Regions from separate parts of the Sus scrofa genome. Here region 1 is linked to region 2. A link is a contact called in public HiChIP or PLAC-seq data. All regions are on one chromosome and are shown on one strand. The core of a region is the stretch at or near the end of the contact, and the rest is flanking DNA. Distances in the headings are between cores, read along the strand shown. Region 1 overlaps LRP11 (low-density lipoprotein receptor-related protein 11). Region 2 holds the start of LRP11 (low-density lipoprotein receptor-related protein 11).

What was found. HiChIP or PLAC-seq counts read pairs in DNA pulled down with a chosen protein or histone mark.
Region 1: a contact with region 2 is called in an H3K27ac HiChIP or PLAC-seq map of skeletal muscle. The contact joins the enhancer-like site here to the promoter of LRP11 in region 2. A contact is called at or near these places in 6 of 47 Hi-C or Micro-C datasets (alveolar macrophages, fetal heart ventricle, liver and 3 more) and 1 of 2 datasets of contacts at active chromatin or transcription factors (skeletal muscle).

The regions. Positions count from the first base shown.
Region 1 is chr1:16,172,889-16,175,595 of Sscrofa11.1, forward strand. It overlaps LRP11 (low-density lipoprotein receptor-related protein 11), which reads left to right. Exons shown (of 7, transcript XM_001928988.5): 3 at 1-28. Among named protein-coding and RNA genes, the nearest start is that of LRP11, 35 kb to the left of the region's middle. Within about 2 kb of position 1,388, at least 15 of the 83 cell types and tissues checked have an H3K27ac peak or open chromatin away from gene starts, as enhancers often do. A contact at or near this core is called in skeletal muscle, where this site is marked.
Region 2 is chr1:16,137,805-16,140,530 of Sscrofa11.1, forward strand. LRP11 (low-density lipoprotein receptor-related protein 11) reads left to right here and starts at 1,423. Exons shown (of 7, transcript XM_001928988.5): 1 at 1,423-2,402. The coding sequence starts at 1,769.

The DNA of each region.
Region 1 (2,707 bases), core at 138-2,637, 35 kb after region 2:
GTGCTCCCCCAGGCCTTCTCCACAGGAGGTGAGAAGACAGTTCTTCCCTCACATCCACAATGGCCAACAGAAACCAGGCCATGGGTGTTTAAGCGGCATTTTATATTCTGACTATGCATCCCATGGGCTCTTCCATTTTATCTTTGGCCATTGTTGAATGAGAAAGTCTTCACCAAAAATATGACAAAAATAGGCTGCATTAGATTTGGGGCGAAGTGACACTGCCAAGTCAGGATAGGGGACCCTCCCTCGCCCCCAGGGGATGAGACTAGATTCTGAGCCTCGGGACCCCGCAGATGCTCCGTCTCTCCTTGACTCCATTTCGTAAGAGACAATCATCTGGCTTTTCCAGGAGAGAGTCTTGTTTAAAAGAGGGTGATCTTTTTGATATGTCTGTTCACAGACTGCATCTAAATAGTACATTTAAGCCACATTAAAATATAGGAAGCACATGTGTCGATTTAAAAGGACTATTTAAAATTTTTCTTGGAGGGGTTCCTGCTATAGTGCAATGGGCTAAGAATCCAGCTGTAGCAGCTCAGGTCATGGCAGAGACAAAGGTTCAATCCCCCGCCCAGCACACTGGGTTAGAGGATCCAGTGTTGATGCAGCTGCAGCTCAGATTCAGTCCCTGGCCTGGGAACTTCCACATCCCACAAGGTCAGACATAAAAAAAAAAAAAAAAAAAAAAAACCTTCATAGATACTCTACAAAGATACACAGGTTGATAACATAGCTCAACATATATTTTTCTTATATTCTGCTGTACAATGTAAACTCATTTATCTCATTTCTCAGTGTCTTACTTTTCCAAACATCTACATTTCTAAGATTAATTCATCAAGTTAAAAAAAAAACTTATATAGAACTTGGCAGCACTAAAGATACTGAGCTCACCCTGGAGAAGTGCTGGGAGGATGTCTGTGTGGGGTCCTGCCCCTCCGTCAGCGGATACTTTCTCAGCGTTTGCAGGAACTGTGCATGAAGTGGGCTCCACAGACCTTGCCCCTGCCTCCTACATCTTTGTTCCTCAGTATTTGGATGGTAATCAAGCCAGCAGTCAGGACAATGAGGATAAAAAGTTTGGAATGTGGGAGTTCCCATCATGGTGCAGCAGAACCAAATCTGACTAGTGTCAGTCAGTCGGTTAAGGATCCAGTGTTGCCGTGAACTGTGGTGTAAGTCACAGATGAGGCTCAGATCCCACATTGGACCCTTAGCCTGGGAACTTCCATATGCTGCAGGTGTGGCCCTAAAAGGAAAAAAAAAAAAAAAAATTGAGGTTGGCCGTTTCCCTGGCCAGCCAGGGTGTAAGCTTCCTCTAAGGAAAGAGCAGTGACCCCAGACTCTGGCCCCCCGGGGCACTGTGAGTCAGTGATGGTGAGCAAGCCAGCCGTCCAGCCCAGCGCACATGCCAACAGGCCCTGTCTGTTGATTTACTGCAACTTCACAGAAGAGCCAGACAGTTGCTCAAAAAGTACCTTGGAATGTTGGCCATGCTCCAGGCTGCTGGAAACACAGCATCAGCTCCAACTGGGATAGTCACCAGCAGAGGTCGGCGGGGCCCAGAGAGCTGTCCTCCTGGGAGCAGGGCTCCGGGCTCTGGGCCCAGGTCAAGTGCTGCTACTGGGAGGATGTGCTCCTGGGAAGCTGTCGCCCCTACGGAAATTAGAAAAGGGTGGCCTCTGTATGACCAAGACACCAAGAGGGAGAAAGGGCCTTAGCTGATGGAGGCAGAGGGCTGACACCTCACCAGCCACTTATTGTTCTGGCTTTTGTTCTCAGGCCAGTTTTCTGGGACTCCCAAGGCAAGTCGCTATTTGTACATTTCTGGCCTTTCTCAGGATGATGGTAAAGTGTGTTTGAAGCCCCAGAGTGATGTGACTCATCTTTGATTATTGAAAGGCCACTTGGGTAGAGGTTTTACATACATAGCTTTATATTGAAAATTAAAAGAATGCTGTAGTATTAACTGCTGTCTGGAATCACTCACTAGTTCAATTGGAATAACATAAGAATTAAAGTTAATATAACACAGAGACACCGAAAACAAGAGGTGTTTCTGTCCCCTCTATTACATACCTGGGTTTTGCAGTTAATGAGGAGCTTTCATGGTAACCAAGGGTGGCATCTTCTGGGGTAAAAGGCACACACATACTCCTGCTTCTGCAATAACATGGTTCAGTTGTAGATAAAGAGAGTGCGTGTTTTCAAGCTCTGCAAAAAATAATCCATTTAGAGAGCAAGGCAACAAACACTTCTAAGATGATCCAGATAAATGGTCTCCAAATAGGATCCCCCACAGATGGTCAGGACATTTTTAGGATGGAAAAGAAGGCACCAGAACTTTTCTTTTTTTTTTTAAGGCTGCACCTGCAGCATATGGAAGTTCCTGAGCTGGCAGTCAAATCAGAGCTATAGCTGCTGGCCTACAGCCACAGCAACGCCGGATCCAGTCTCATCTTCAACATGCACTGAAGCTTGCAGCAACGCTGGATCCTTAACCCACTGAGCAAGGCCAGGGATCAAACTCACATCCTTATGGACACTAGTCAGGTTCTTAACCTGCTTAGCCACAATGGGAACTCCCCAGAACTTGTATTTTTATTTTTAACCTTCTTTAAATGTTCAGTCTCTTTCATAACATGGATAACATGTTCATACAGGGGTCCAAGCCTATGATTTAAAGATTGAAGATATGTTTAGT
Region 2 (2,726 bases), core at 173-2,672:
AAAAAAAAAAAAGGAAAAGAAAAGGAATTTACATGACTTCCAGGACATCTGAAAGTTACTGAATTCAAGTGGGGTAAACACCTCAGAGATGCAAGAAACTGAAGCCCAAGTGCTGCTCCCCAGACATAGCCTTCAGGGCTAAGAGATCCTTTTTTTTTTTTTTTTTTTTTTTTTCAGCCTCAAAAGCACTCAAATACACCCCCGCACATACACAAAAAAAATTTTTAATTTCTCCCTCACAAGAACTACTAGGTTTATTTTTTTCTCTTTTCTTTTTTTCTATTTTTACTTTCACTTTATCTAATTTCGCCTCCTACTCTGTTCTGGACTGAAAGCAATGGGCTCCTAAATGTCAGCTGTGAAAATAAAAATTATGGCAGAGACTGCTGTTTTCCTACCCAGCTATTTATTTTTAGCTTCCTAGAAAATACATTTAATGATGTACCATTCACAACGTTCAAGTTTCTAATAAAAAATTTCTGGGTGTGCTAAAAAGAAAATGTGATTCATTATCAAGAGAAAAATGAGTCAATAGAAAGGAACTCAGAGGGTTAAGAACCCAGCTAGTATGCACGAGGATTGCCAGGTGGATCAGGGGTCTCCCTCAGTGTGTTAAGGATCCATGGATGCTGAATGCTGCCAAGTAGGTCACAAATCGGCTGGGATCTGGTGGTGGTGTGGCTGGGGCTGGGGCTGGGGCATAGGCTGGAAGCTGCAGCTCCAATTCAACCCCTAGCCCTGGAACTTCCATATGCTAACAGGTGCGGCCCTAAAGAGAAAAAGAAAAAAGAAATGGACTCAGAAATAAAGATCACAGGCAGCTAGAACTCCCAGGTGTAAGCCTTCCCTGGGTGGGAGGTTTTCAGACGTCTTTTCATACGTTTTATTAAGTCACAGAAAACACCATTTCTCTAGATCTTACAAGACCTCAGCTGAAGGCCTCTGCACACGCAGTGAGTGACGTCATCATGTCCTCTAATTGACTGTGTTCAGATTTCCACAGGGAATGTGACGGCTATTTGCGTATTTTTCCACAGCACCGCCCGCCATCTGTTCCACAATTAGGCCTGGGGACATAAGGTGGAGGAGACAATCAGAGTGAAGGACCGAAGAGAGTGCCTGATGGTTCCCCAGTCGCTGGAGCGGGCTCTGAGGTCACAAGGATGTGTGGACACCCCCCTTCCTTTCACCCCAAGTGCCCGTACCCCTCTGAGCCGGCAACTGAGCATCTCTGGCTAGTTAATAAAGCCCAGGGTTCTTAGACATGAACCCCGCCCAGATTCAGAGGGCCACAGGCACAAAGTCCCTTTCCGGGGGCGCTCTGCTGCGGAGTTACTTTCGCTTAAACCCAGGGAAACCTCCGGGTGTGGGCGGAGTCCACGCGAGCAAAGGAAGGGGGCGGGAGGGGCGGGCCTGGGCGGGGCTTGGCACGCCCCGCCCCCACGGCCACTGTTCACCTCCCCGGTGCTGATCTTCACCGAGGGCGCCCTGACCGGCGGCGGAGAGGCGCCGGCGCCCCAGAAACCCCCGGAAAGGACGCAGAGCGGTATAGGGCCGAGCCGGCTATGCCTCTCGCTGCTGCCGTGCCCGCGGGCGACCGCGCTCCCGCAACCTCGGGGGCGCAGCGGGGCCCCGGGGAGGCTGCGCTCTGAGGCGCCGGGGCCTAGCGCCCGCCGCGACCTCGCAGGAAGGCCGCAGCCCCGAGCTCGCCCGGCTCCCTCGCGCTCTGCGGCCCCTCCTCGGCTCGCTTCCTCCGCCACCGGCCGCCATGGCCTCTGCCACCCGGGAGAGCACGGGTTCGGGGCGCAAGCGGCCTCCGCGGCGCCCGGCACTGCACGGACTGCTGCTGCTGTGCTTGTGGCTGCCCAGCGGCCGCGCGGCAGCATCGCCCTCCGCGCCGCTCTCCGAGCTGCATGCGCAGCTCTCGGGAGTGGAGCAGCTGCTGGAGGAGTTCCGCCGGCAGCTGCAGCAAGAACGACCGCAGGAGGAGCTGGAGCTGGAGCTGCGCGCGGGCGGCGGCCCCCAGGAAGGCTGCCCGGGCCCGGGCGGCGGCGGCTACAGTGCCATGCCCGACGCCATCATCCGCACCAAGGACTCCATCGCCGCCGGCGCCAGCTTTCTGAGGGCGCCGGCGGCCGTGCGGGACTGGCGGCAGTGCCTGGCCGCCTGCTGCCTCGAGCCGCGCTGTTCCGTGGCGGTGGTGGAGCTGTCCCGGCGGCCCGCGTCCCCGGCCGCCGCGCTCGGCTGCTACCTCTTCAACTGCACGGCGCGCGGCCGAAACGTCTGCAAGTTCGCGCTGCACCGCGGCTACAGCAGTTACAGCCTCAGCCGCGGCTCAGAAGATGAGCAGGAAGGCCTGGAAGCTGGCGCCCCGGCCACCGCCCGGGCTTCCGCTCGGCTGGGTAAGCACGCCACCGGAGGCTGGGGTCACTTGGGTCCTGCTGTCGCGTTCTTGCACCTGTTGGTGGCTGCACTTGGGAGACCCGCCCAGGCAGGACCGCCGGACCCTCCTCAACCGAGTCAGAAATGCAACACCCTCCATCCAAATAAACACACTTAATTGCGGGTATCCAGAAGAGTGGCTTTGATTTCTCAGTCCTCGGGGTGGTTTTTGAGAAATCCCAGTAAATTGAGCAGAAGTAGGCACGGTGGGCTGCTTGAGGAATTCTTCTAAGCTTAAGGAGGAAAGCTAATCTGAGAGGATTCACAGAAACTGGATTTAAAGG